Regions from separate parts of the Oryctolagus cuniculus genome. Here region 2 is linked to region 1. A link is a contact called in public Hi-C data. All regions are on one chromosome and are shown on one strand. The core of a region is the stretch at or near the end of the contact, and the rest is flanking DNA. Distances in the headings are between cores, read along the strand shown.

Evidence for each region. Hi-C and Micro-C count contacts between places; a contact is called where the count stands out from the background.
Region 2: a contact with region 1 is called in a Hi-C map of embryonic fibroblasts, with 5 times the contacts expected there. The contact joins two enhancer-like sites. A contact is called at or near these places in 5 of 6 Hi-C or Micro-C datasets (ear pinna, embryonic fibroblasts, psoas muscle and 2 more).

What each region holds. Positions count from the first base shown.
Region 1 is chr5:70,931,868-70,938,824 of mOryCun1.1, reverse strand. All of the region lies in intron 14 of ASCC3 (activating signal cointegrator 1 complex subunit 3), which reads right to left. Among named protein-coding and RNA genes, the nearest start is that of ASCC3, 190 kb to the right of the region's middle. Within about 2 kb of position 2,199, at least 1 of the 8 cell types and tissues checked has an H3K27ac peak or open chromatin away from gene starts, as enhancers often do.
Region 2 is chr5:71,722,077-71,728,971 of mOryCun1.1, reverse strand. No RefSeq gene overlaps it. Among named protein-coding and RNA genes, the nearest start is that of MCHR2, 39 kb to the left of the region's middle. Within about 2 kb of position 2,676, at least 1 of the 8 cell types and tissues checked has an H3K27ac peak or open chromatin away from gene starts, as enhancers often do.

The DNA of each region.
Region 1 (6,957 bases), core at 950-3,449:
CTGTGGCACAGTGGGTTAAGCCACCTGCAGGGCCAGCATTCCATATGGGCGCAGGTTTGAGTCCTGACTGCTCCACTTCCTACCCAGCTCCCTGCTAATGCACCTGGGAAAGTAGCAGAGGATGGTCCAAGTTCCTAGGACTCTGCACCTATGTGGGAGACCTGCAGGAAGCTTCTGGCCTAGCACACTCCTAGCGGTTGTGGCCATTTGGGGAATGAACCAGTGGATGGAAGATCTCTCTCTCACTGTCTCTCCTCTCTCTCTCTGTAAATATACCTTCAAACAAACAAATCTTTTTTAAATTAAAATCAGCTTATAAAAAAAAAGAAAATAGTACTCCATGAAATTTGCTGTAATCCTAAAACCAAAGGTAATACATTAACAAACCACACCATCTAGTGGCCATTCGTTAAATAACAACTTACACTTTTTTTTTAGTTTTTTAGAAGACAAAAGAAAACGCAAGTCAAGCTCCACATGTTAGTTCTGTATCCATGGATCCAATCAAGAACAGACTGAAAATACTGGAAAAAAATCCACCAGAACTGAACATGTATGGCTTTCCCCCCCTTGTCATTTTTCCCTAAACAAAACAATCTAACACCCATTCACACAGCAAATACACTGTATTGGTTATTATAAGTAACTTGGAGTTGATTTAAACTATTCGGGAGAGTGTACAAAAATTATATGCAAATACAACATAATTTTATATATGGAACCTGGGCGTCCCAAGTTTGGATATTTGAGGAGGGGTCCTGGAACCAATCCTCCCACAGAGACTGAGGCACAACTGTGTATGTGTACTCAACAAAAGAGTGTATTCTTCAAGTTTTCAAGGGGAGAACATTCTTTCTTTATTGTAGCGTACTGTGGTCAGCCTGTCAGAAATCATTTTATAGTCAGACCCATGACCAACCATAATTGGATCCAAACTGCCTTACCTTTCTTTTTAGATAAGAGATACTGTTATTGTCAATCTTCATAAAGCAGCACTTGTAAATATGGGACAACTCTGGGGTAAAGTCTGTTGTGGAGAACTTGCTAAGCTCTAACTGAGCTCTTTAGAGACCAAGGATAGGGAGAAGAGAAACATTTCAGATGCTCCACTTCTTCTGTGTCATTCAGGAGTGGAGACTTAGATCTAACAGGAGAAACTAAAGAATACTGCTTGGAGAAGACGTTCTAACAAATCAGATAGCTGGACTGCTGTGCGTTTCAGGTGAAGAAACACGTCTAAACGGTCTGTGGGTCCCCTAAACTGGGATATCTTGATGTGTTTGATTGTGTGGATTCTGGTAGGACGTGACTGGGCTTGCTGTGGCACCAATGAAACAGTGAGAGGGTACACACAGAGAGGATGTAACTGTGGGGAAGAATTTTCAAAGGTAGCAGGTGGGTCTAGAGTGTGGAGAGTATCTCCCACTCTGTCCTGGTGGGTTCCACAATCAGCTACAGTGGCCATCAACAGGGTGCAATCCTCTAGTCTCTGTGACAAACTAAGAGGTCACTTAAATGGGAAACATGTATTTTTTTTTCATTTGTTTAAGAATACAAAGAAAGTTAAGGCAAAATCTGAGCTTTGAATAATTCACAAATTATCCAAAAATATAGATCATTTGTCAGAGTTGGTGAACTCAAACGGCTTCCATAGCCTTGGCAACTCATGACAAGAGCCTAGGGTGATTACTGATGCCATAAACAAGAGTGTCAATTTGTTAAGTCAACAACAGGAGTCACTGTGCACTTACTCCTCATGTAGGATCTCTGTCCTTAATGTGCTGTACATGGTGATTTAATGCTATAACTAGTACTCAAACAGTATTTTTCACTTTGTGTTTCTATGTGGGTGCAAACTGTTGAAATCTTTACTTAATATATGCTAAACTGATCTTCTGTGTATAGAGAGAATTGAAAATGAATCTTGATGTGAATGGAAGGGGGGAGGGAGAGGGAAAGGGGAGGGTTGCGGGTGGGAGGGAAGTTATGGGGGGGGGGAGCCATTGTAATCCATAAGCTGTACTTTGGAAATTTATATTCATTAAATAAAAGTTAAAAAATAATAGATCATTTGTATATGGAAGACAGACTCATGCAAGTGATTTATAAAAAAAAGTGAGGTGTTTATATTAGAGGCATGTGGATAAACATTACACTCTGTAACTAATGACATGATCTCTTATGACAATGATCTTACAGTTTGCATGTACTAACTTGCACCCAACAGGGTGCCTCCTGTATAGCTTGCACTTACTACACGTTTGCTGAATGAATGAATCAATGGTTTGCTAGTTTTATCAAGTAAGTTTTTACTGAAAATGTGAAATGTGGGTGTTAACACCGTTAAATGGAGAAGGTAGGCAGCAAATAAACACACACAGATGCCAGGATGACTGAAAGAGAAAACGTTGTCTGTAAGGCATTACGCTCAGAGGTTATGGAGTACATACAAGAAAACTAAGCCATAAAGGTCAAGATTTATTTTGTCTCAAGCATAGATGGTAAGGGAGTAATAAAAAATTTTAAGAAGTATCATATTTGTTGTTCAGAGAGAGGGAACTTCACAATTGTGCCAAAACCATGACTGGGTGAAAAGATGGAGATGGGGAGACAGAGATCACACAAAGCCAAGGTGAAAGTGGGCTGTCAAGAAACCAACACTGGGTAGGTGCCTACACAGGAGGATGAGCAGAATATGAAGGAAAAGGAGCTGCAGTTGTTTCAGGCTAATCCCTGCCTGGGTGCACTGAATATATTACAGAGAAAAGAGAATGAAGAGAGTTATTGCTTGTGCCTTAGGCTAGGCAATAAGAAGGTGGAGAACAGATGCAGTTTTTGTCAGGACTTTGAAATGATCAATTATAAAGAATTTGGCTGTTATTCTGAATAAATGGGGAGCCACTGAAGGTTTCTAAGCAGGATGGAGAAAGGGGAGACCTGTTAGATCCCACTATTAGAACATTCAGGGTGAGATGGAATGGTGGACTGCATGAGATGAAAAACAACCGAATAAAATAAATCTGTGCTTTCATAAACAACACGAGTGAAACACTCATCTAAATAAGACTGTAAGAGTGATTGAAGCATCTAACTCAAGAAGTTACAAAAGTCTGAAGGAAAGAACTGGAATGACCTACCAGCATCATAATAAAACCTGCTGATTTGAAAACTGTGAAACTGTTAAATATGAACACTTTTATTTTAAAGGAAGAAATTAAACAACAATAGACAATGTTATCGTTGGCTAGATTATGAGATGGTAAAAGATGCTACAACAAACTGTTTTATACTATCTGTTATACAAGGCCATATAGATTTGTGACATATTATCTGTAGCTTAATTGAGTTATGACAGGATAGCTGGATGAACAGCTGTGACAGAGATCACAGGTCCACAAGCTTAGAATATATTATCTGGGGGCTGGTGTTGTAGCATATGCGTAAAGCCACTACCTGAGATGCTGGTGTCCCATATAGATGCCAGCTGAGTCTTGGCTACTCTACTGCTGATCCAGCTCCCTGCTAATGGCCTGGGAAAGGTGTGGAAGATGGTTCAAGGGATTGGAGCCCTGAATTCAAGTGGGAGACCTGGATGAAGTTCCTGGCTCCTGGCTTCAGCCTGTCCTCGCCCCGGCTGTTGAGGCCATTTGGGGAATGAACCAGGGGATGGAAGATCTCTCACTTTCCCCCTCTGTATCTCTCCATGACTCAGTCTTTCAAATAAATAAAATAAAATAAAGAAAGAATATCTATTATCTGTTAAAATAGCTGTGGTGGACATAGCACAATAAACAGTATAGCACAAGATGCAAAATTAGTCATTTGGCAATAAAAATTAATACAAATTAAAAGAATATAAGAGGAATATACCATAATTGAAAAGGATCAGGAAAGGGTTCTTTGTAAAATTCAAAACATTCCACTTAAAAAGCTATTTGGAATTGATGATATTCTAGCAAGATATTGTTACGAAGTTTATTCCAGAAGTGATCTAGCAGCTTGGCTTTAAAATATTTAAAGATAAATAAATTCTAAACTTTTGAGAGACTTAGGAAGACAAAATAGAACAGTGAAAATTAATTTTACAGTGTACTGACATTGATATTAAAACCTGGCAAAGCAGAAAAAAATAATCCAATAGAAAATTGTCTCTTGTGAATATTAATCCAAACAGTGAAGGACTTTAGAAAATTCATCAATGCATTAAAAGAACACAAAACTAAGTATAATCCATCCGCACATGTAAGATTATTATACTTATAAATATACTTATTTTAATGTTTTATGATAAGTCAAAGGAGAAAGAACATATATATGGTCAGGACTAGGCAATGAAATTTGACAAAAGGCTATATTCAATCCTCATGGGTAGAGATGAGTATCTATCTTAAACTATGCTTACTAGTAAAATGTTAGAAGTATATCAGTTCAAATTAGGAACAAATCGACTGTTCACATCAGCCTGTCAAAGTTCTAGAAAATGGAATCAGACCTTGAAAATAATAAAAGATAAATCCTGGAAAGAGACTACTGAAATTACTAACTGTAGATGAAATGAACATTCATTTGGAAACCAAGGACTAAAAACTATTGAAATAGTAAGATAATTCTGAAAAATGGTAGTCTCAAAAAATCAATAATTAAAGATATATACACAAAATTGTTTGTTAAAATATATATGAGTAAATAAAATATCATTTCTGTAACAGTCATTAGAAACTGAAAGCAAGTGGCATCTACATGAAGAAAGTTTTTAAACACTGCTGGGGGCCAGTGCTGCGGCACAGTGGGTTAAGCCACTGTCTGCAGCGCCGACATCTCATATGGGTGCCAGTTCGAGTCCTGGCTGCTGCACTTCCAATCCAGCTCTCTGCTATGGCCTGGGATAGCCGTAGAAGATGGCTCAAGTCCTTGGGACCCTGCATACACATGGGAGACCTGGAAGAAGCTCCTGGCTCCTGGCTTTGGATCGGCGCAGCTCTGGCCATTGTGGCCAATTGGGAAGTGAACCAGTGGATGGAAGATCTCCCTCTCTCTCTGCCTCTTCTTCTCTCTGTGTGTAACTCTTTCAAATAAATAAATAAATATTTAAAAACAAAAAAACACTGCTGAATGACATTGAATAAATGAAATGAAATGCTTTGCTTTTGAGATGGAAAAGCTTGGTTTGGTAGAAACATCAATTCTCAATAACTTAATCTACAAAATAAATGCACTAACTCAACTAAAATGTGAACACAGTTTCTTGGAATTGATACTAAAATACATCCTGAAAAGGAAACTTGAAAATTTATCCAGGAAAAATTCTACAGTTGAAGAATAATCAGGAAGCATATCCCAAGTAGGTATTAAAAGTATTATAAAAACAAGTAAATAAAATCAACAGAAGAAACATGGAGTATTTAGAAAAAGATGATAGGCCCTACTATCTGGAGTAAGTTTCAAATAGATCAACAATTTAATAACAAAAATTAAATAAGGTAAAAGGGCTTGAAGTAACCTTGGGTGAAGTAGGAATGACCTATTTATGGGCCAAGACATAAAATCCAGGGATCATCAATAAGTTGACAGGATTTATAATGTCAAAAGTATTCATAAAGAAAAATAAAAATGAAAGGTTAACTAGAAAAAAAAGTTGGTGACATCCATGGTATCACATGCAATTTAATACACAATGGAGCAAGGATATGAACAAGCCACTTATGGAAAAAGAAACACAAATGTCTGTAACAGAAAATGCTCATTTTCACTAAATAAGCACTAGTCAAAATAACAATGAAATACTTTTGTCTATTAATTTGTCATAAACTTAAAAATCTTGACACTACTACTACTGACAAAGTTATGTGAAGAGAAGCAACTATTTGAGGAAAAGTAAACTTGCACAATCTTTGTAGTGGGCAACTTGAGACCACTGACCAAAATTTTAAATGCATGTACTGTATGATGGATAAATTCCACTGTCAGGAATTTTCACAGTGTATACCACTGCAAATGCTATCATCCTGAGCATGAATGCTTACTCTGTCACTATTAACAATCAAAATAACTGGAACTGGCCATCTATCAACATAGTACTGAGTAAATGAATTATTAAAGTATCTCTATTTGTGCATGTTAAAGGAATGAAACAGAGCCTTCTATGTTGATTCAGGATGATCTCCACAATATACTATTAAGCAAAAAATATTACAAACCACAAAATCTATGTCTTTTTCCAATGTTCCTATTAAAATACATGTATGTACACTCATACACCTCCCACCACTCACCCATACACACACACACACACACACACACACACAGACACACACACACATAAATGGTTGCTGTACAAAATCCTTCCTCAAAAGAAATATAAGAAATTTTAAAGAGAAGTTTCATCTGGAGAAATGAACAGAGAAGAGATGGTTAAGATGAGTTACAGAGCTAAACTTGTTAACTGTAAGACACCTGCTGCTTTGTGAAGTTACAGTACAATCACTGCTTTTTCCACCTGGTTCTCCAGAGCCAGCACTACCTGAAGTTCAAGCTTTGCTGTTCTTTGCATAGCTGCCGAGATCCAATTCATCTGGTGAACACAGCATTGGATTCTCTTAGGATGCCATTATTTGAGATCCTATATTAACCTCACTGGTTAAAGTGTTTCTACACATGGAAATTCAGCACAAACAATTCTCTAAGCTTAGTTTCTTCTGAATTTATCTCTCTGCAAGAGACTTCCCACATAGCGCTTTCTAGTCAGAAAAACTAGAATGGAATGGGCAACTACAAAAATAATCCATTAGCACACAGAGGGCACTGTAGTCTTCTCCCCTAGTAAAAGCTTGCGGAACTTCCATTCACGACTTTACCTATATTTTTCCTATCTGTAAGATAGAAATCAGTGTGAATACTTTCAAAAATAAGGGTAAAGTATAACTACATTTCAAAGTTGACTTTCAAACTAACACAAAC
Region 2 (6,895 bases), core at 1,427-3,926, 790 kb before region 1:
CTTCCCTTTTACATTCCTGAAGAATTTTAGTTACAGAAAAATTCACTTATACTTTTAAAAAGAGTGGAACCATATACTTTTTTATGCTTTAAGATTGAAAGGCATTTTAATGAAATATTTGCAGAACCATAGGGTTTAAAAAGCATAAACTAAGTTCCATCTTAATTAAACTGAGTGATCAGAGAATGAGCACAGTAAAGTGGGTATTTTAATTATTTAGAAAGTTTGGAATACTGGGTATATTTCATAAAAGGTGGGAACCAGTTGATAATAATTGAATGTTTTCTGTTGCTTTGCAACTCAAAAACGAGGTAATAATCTACTGAATGTAGATTTCAGTTCAATGTGGCAAAAACTTTGCCAATGTTTTATATGCTTACTCTAAGTTCCCAGGGATAAAACTCCTTTTCATTGTTTCCTTCTGGGTTGATCAGAATACTAGAGTCACAGAATAAGTACACTATTTACAGTGTGTGTGTGTGTATTTAGTGCAATGGATTATCTTATAATTATGCCAACTGCTGAGGGCCATGAGAAATTCTATTAGGCCTAAGTATATAGAAGCATTAAGAATTTTATTCTTTATGGAAATTAATGATATGAATTTTTTGACCTGACAATGAAATACACAGTTGTCAATGTGCTCTGTGTCAATTGGCAATCATAAGGAATTTAAAAAATACTGTCATTTCATCAGCATTAATTTTACATTTCTAATTTTTTTTAAAAACCTTTTCCCTTAACAAGAGCATTTTGCTCCCATTTTCCATCTTCTTGTCTCTGTCTCCTCTGTTTCCTTTTCCTCCTGGCCTTCCCTAAGGTAGAGGGGCCCTGAGCTTGTATCCTGCCCAAGGGCTGTCACTTATCTGCTTCTCTCCTTGATCAGGGCTCCAGCTGCCTGGGAGCACCAGAGCCTGGATTCTGCAGGACCTTAGGGTGGCAACTAGCACAGGCCCTTCAATGTGCATTTCCTGCTTTATTTTGAGGAATCTTTATAGCATCCTCAATGATATCAGGCTGGGATAGACAGAGAAACCTAGGTATGAGGAGAAGAGGTGGCACTCCAAGGAGAAGAAGGGCCATGTTAGGTGTTCTGCAGCCTAGCATTTGAAAATTTGGGGCAGAGGAATGGGAGGTGCCGGAATGGAGATACAGGTAGGGGAAGGAGAAGAACAGGACAGCCTGTGGGGTCAGCATTTCTGGAGGAGACCTCAGTTGTGTGCACCTGCTCCTGGGGCATGGCTTCTGCAAAGTTAGCCTCAGCTCATCCTTCTCAGGGAATCTGAAGGAGGACAGAGCTGCTCCAGCTCTTCTCAGCAGCTTTCACAAGTAAACCACACTTGGCTTCCCAGAGTTCAACAACCAGGGCCTAACCTTATCTCTGTCACTATATGTCTGTGTGACTTCAGGTATCACCAACATCTTGCAGCCACAGTTGTCCCATGATAGAATTATACTCCCTACCTTATACGGTTCTTCTGAGGATTTAGTGAAATGACGCACTTGAGCATTAGTGAAAGCAGAGTAGGCTCTTGACAAAAGTTCTTTCTTTTCTGTTCTTCAACCCTGAGACACAGAAGAGCCGTCCTCTTTCTCCATCTCTAGCCTTCATCAAGTCCTGTATGCGTTTTCACTTTTGAGGATCAGAATGCTAAAAATAAATGCACAAGGGATTGAGGATGAGTAAATTTGACGCTGAGGGTAAGTGATAGCCTTTGTTTCTCCTCAGTTGTTACCATGGGGCAGGGAGTGTGGTGGAACACAGTCTTCTGGGCTTCTCTAGGGCACTGGAGCACTTCCCATCCTTTGTAGAGTGAGAGCTAGGACTTTTGACCAGACACTGTCCAGAGTCCTCATGTCTAATGGGCTTCCAAAGGTGCTACACAGGGAGAGCTAGGGACTTTGAAGGCCTGGTAGGATAACTGCTGTACTTTACAAATTTAGCCCATCACTGTGTTAAGCGCTATAGGCTTCCCTCTCAAAAAATATACTGGACTTATTATAGAGCAATACCAACTTAATATACAATTTATTAAATAACAAAATGCATTGCTGGTATTTGAGAAAAACCCAGCTGATTCCAAAAATTGAAGTTGGTTCACTCACAGCATCTTGGACCTATAGGGCAGTCGCTGTGTCTTCTTGAAAGTGCCTTGTCATTTTACCTCCCCTGTTGAATCTCTGCTTAACAATCCATGTTAATATTTCAGAAACATTAGGTGGCCTCTGCATTGACGGTACTTTATGCACCAGGCTAGAAAAAGTCTTTTCTTGGAATCGGATTGCTTTGTGCAGTTTAACAACCTGTGTTAGCTAACAGTCAAGCAATATTGCGCTTGCAATTATCTTGTCAAAGCCACAGGACAATGGATGAAGGCAAATGTGCTCTGCAAAAGGCCAACCCAACTGTGACATTAAACGTATGTCAAGATCCAAATGACACCCAAATAGAGGACCATCAACCCAACCCAGTCCTATCCAACCAGTCAGCTCCACTCCAGACATCTCTACCCACTAAGTTATACTGAGCAAAGCTCTTCTCTGAGTACAAAATTCAATATTAAAAACAGTAGAAAACCTGCACTGAATACCACCCCCTCCCCATCAACACCAATTAGCACTGAGCTAAATTCACTGAAATGCCTGTGCATGCCTCAAGTCCAGATGATTTCATGCTTATGCCTGATTTCTAAAGTAGTACCTTCAGTGGCCTTTTAAGAAGAAGAAACCACCCCAAATAGAGATATTAGGCCTTAGGGCAAAACCTCTTTAAGATGCACATTGTACTTTCATTGCCAAAGTAATTGCTTTAACAAAGCTCTTCTGGATCACTCTAAGAAGCCCCAGGCTGATTCAAACAGAGCCCATTTTCCACCAGCTCTCCTCAGCTCCAGGATGGTTACCAACTGCCTTGAAGCATCCAAGGAGTTCAGATAACCTTGCACAGTTCACGTGGCTCAGGAACACTTCAAGAGGAAGAAAGCTGCCCATCAGAGACTGTGGCAGATGCACGAAAGCTGCCCAAAGGCACCAATCAGGAACACTCCTGAGAGGGAAAATACGTCCAAGGGGAAGTGTGTCGGACTCTTCTCGTCCTGACTCCTTGGTGAAAACGCGAACCAGTGGCCAGTGCCTCTTATTTCAGCCCCGTTTGCACCGGTAAAGATCCGGGATGCCCGAGCCCCACGCGTCCCGCGTTTCTGGCTGCAGCAGCAACTCCCCGGAAGCCAGCTACCCTTTCTTTCCCCGCCATTTTCAACCCGGAGTATGAAACTCGCCACCACCCGCCCCGCGCCGTCCCGCAGGTGCCTCCTCAGAAGCAAACTTAGTACCTTCTGGAGAAGGAGGGAAGACGCTCGACACCCACACACACCCGTCTGGGAACCGCCCCCGTGGGAGGAGCGGCGCCCACTGCTGCGCGCGGGGTCCCAGAGCTTGGCCAGAGGAAACAGCGCCCGGTGCTCACCGTCCTCGGCCTGCCCTTCGACCCAGTGACCGGCGGCGCGGACGCCCTCTCCTCCGCGGAGCTGCAGACAAGCCCCTTGGCCAAACCGCTCGCAGCTGCTTCCAGCTGCGGAGAGGTAGGGGGCGGAGTAGGAGGATCTGCTTCCCGACCGCTAGGGAAGGCGCCAGCCCCAAAGGTGGGCTTACCTTTGCCATCTAGAGTGCACCACACCCAGTAGGCACACCTGGACTGACTGCGCGCCACCTGTGTGACCAGCTCACTTCTGGGAGCCTGGATGCCTTCGCCGTTAAGACGTTAAAACAGCTCTGCTCTTACAGAGCTTGCCAAGGTCGAGTGCTTCTCCACACTACGGTAGTCACACAGATCCCTGTGAACATTTGTAGGTGTTTCCAACTCAGTGATTAAGGAGTGGGCATCCAACCTTGGTTTCATGGCAACTGTTTATTGGTATACGAAAGGTTAAAAAAGAAGGGAGGGAGAAAGGGGAAGAAATTTGTAATATCGCTAAAAGATCAGTTTCTTTTTAAATGAATGTTGGCTTAAGTCCCTTTGGTATTCCCAAACCCACCAAATCTGCTTGACAAGGCTCTTGAGCTTCCTATTTGCTCCTTTAACACATCTGCTGCCGACAATTGCTGCTTAGCAAATCAGATGGTGTTCAGTGTAAGTTTTTGAAGTCAGACAGCTTGCCGCTTCATCGTTTACCTCTTTGCATATGCTCTTGGGCAGATTCCTTAATGTCTGTAGTCCTTGTTGGCTCCGTTTGTAAATCAGAACAGTAAAACTTCCCACCCACCTGGGCACACCACTGGCATGACATCTACGGAAGCTTTTAAACCAGACTTGACACCCAGCAGGTGTCTGTGCGATAATTGTGATGATTTTGTCGCTTGTGAATGCTTCCTCCTATAATAATAGGAGCAGTCAGAGTGGCGTGGTGAAATATCATGCATTACACTTTAAATTTGGGAAAAAGCTGAAAAATGTGAAAAAAAATTGAAGTTGTTTCCAGAATTCAACAGATCAGAATTTTGAAAAGCAAATGAAGAGTGATTATGCATTTCACAACTGGAAAGCACTATAAAGTTAGCGTTTATGCAAGAAAACATTGCTTCAAAATGAATATATGATATAAAGTCCCTCCCAGAAAAACCAAGAAGGTAAGTATGGGAGATAGAATTTAAAGAGAATTTGGAGTTCAAATTATGGGATATTTCAAAGAAGTTTTGAGGAAAGAAAAACAAAACAACAACAAAACATTTAATTACTCTCTTAGGTTGATATTTTTTCAATGATATAAAAATGCAGTCCACTATAAGTTCATTCAGTTAATGATTTCTAACTTAAGCTCTTGAAGTTTATTTTCCTTTCATCATTTCCGTCTGTGGCCAGATTTAGAGTATTTTCCAAAGTAAACTCAAGACACCTTGCCTTGCAGTTCTCACCTGTAGGCATTCCATCTGAAAAAGGCAGAGAACTCTGCCATGCTAATCATTGCTACTTCAATTCTTTATTCTAGAGATTGATAACGATGATGATGATGTGTAATGTAAAGGAAGGATGAGCAAATCTGTTTATGTTGTCGTTGCCATATTGAATATTTCTTTTCTCCTAGCTCAGTATGTTTCACTAGACATGTGTCTCACTAGACATTGGCAGATAAGAAGTCTGTGCTGGAGACTACTAGTCAGGAAAATATCATCATAGGAGATTCAGTTACATTTTTGCTGATATTTGACTTTCCGTAGATGTCAATGGAAGAAATTGATCTTAAAATTTTCATGTCGCATTTTTACATACTTTTTAAAAAGTAACATTTCATGTGTTATTTGTTTTTATAATAACTCTAGAAGGTATGCAGAATGGATGTTATCTCAATCTGTTAAACTGAGATAAAAGTTATAGTAAGCCATAGACAGTAAAACAGAGACTGATTTAGAAATAGGATCCTACTGGCTTGTCTTCCTGAGCCTTGATCTCTTTATGAGATTATGACCTTTAGAGAGCACTTAGGGGAGACAGAATCCTCCCCCTCCTTGTAATAAAATCTCACCCATGTAATATTTGTCCCCCACCCCCTTTTTCTCAGCTGGAACCTGGGGTGAGGATTTGAGATAAATCACTTCAGTGTTACTAGTGATGGAGTTACTGCTGATGTGATCTTGTGCAGTCTGGACAGACTTCTTTCTGTGCTTATTGGGTAAACTTTTACTCTGGTTCAGGAATTTTTGGCCACAGTCATTAATTCTAATTTTATAAAATTAACACAAGGAATTGACTAACTCTAAATACTGATGAGAATGAGGTCCATTGTGTTCCACATGTATTTAAGGGTGCTTCAAAATGCTCATGAATATGAAATTTAAATATTACTTAAAAGTTTGAAATTCATTCATATGAAGGGTCTTTAAAATTTAATGGAAATATGTATTATGCAAAAACTATGCTGCATTAAAATTTTTTGCTCCAAAATAGACTTACAATCTAATTCCTTTTTCCAGAACCTTTGGAAGTATATTTGCATATATCATGGACTGCAGAGGACTGTTCTATCCACCCCTACTGAAAAGTATTAAGGGGCATCTCTGTGGTGAACTGGCATGACTTTCTGTTGAAGACACATTTTGTTCCTGAGCTTTTTGCCTGGCCTGGGAATCCACCTGCTGCCCAGCTCTGATCTCCTCAAAGCATAGCCCCTGAGAACTTAGTCTAATTACTACTCTATAGAAGGTACTGCCTCCCTCCAAAATGCTTCATAGAATTCTGGCTGAGCTATTTGCTGTCTCTCCAAATGGAATATACTGTGTTGCACTCACTCTAGGGACTGAATTCTCAGCAAGCTATGTATGACAACAGCAGGGATTTTAATATCCTTATAACAGGAAAAATTTTTCTCTGTTAGGAATCTAGCAGTAGCTGCGCATTTAGACTGTGATATTCTTGATGGTATTTCAGGATGTTACTCTTTGATGTTGTTTTGTACCCACTAATATGGGCATTGTGTAAACACTGAGAAATTGTAATGTTTCCGAAAATGAGTACCGTAGAACACTACTCCCATGAAAGAAACTATAAATGGTTTTATGATTGTAAGAGAATCATGGCTCCATGTTCTTGTGTATTCTTTCCTGGATCTACTTGCTTGAATAGCCTTTTCATGCATGGATCTCGTATATTTCATATGCCTTAACTTTGGTGTTGACCACACCACTTGCTTTGTTGAATTGATCTTGTGTTAGAGAACACAGTATGATGACATTTATTTATTCTAAGAAATGATTGATGAATTGATAACTTTTCATTTTAATTAAAACCATTTTTACATATCTAGTATTTACAATTAAGATCACTTAGAAGCCATGTTGATAATAGAAATGATAATGAATAACCTGAAATACTAGTTAATCTTCTTTCCCTTTATTTTTGACA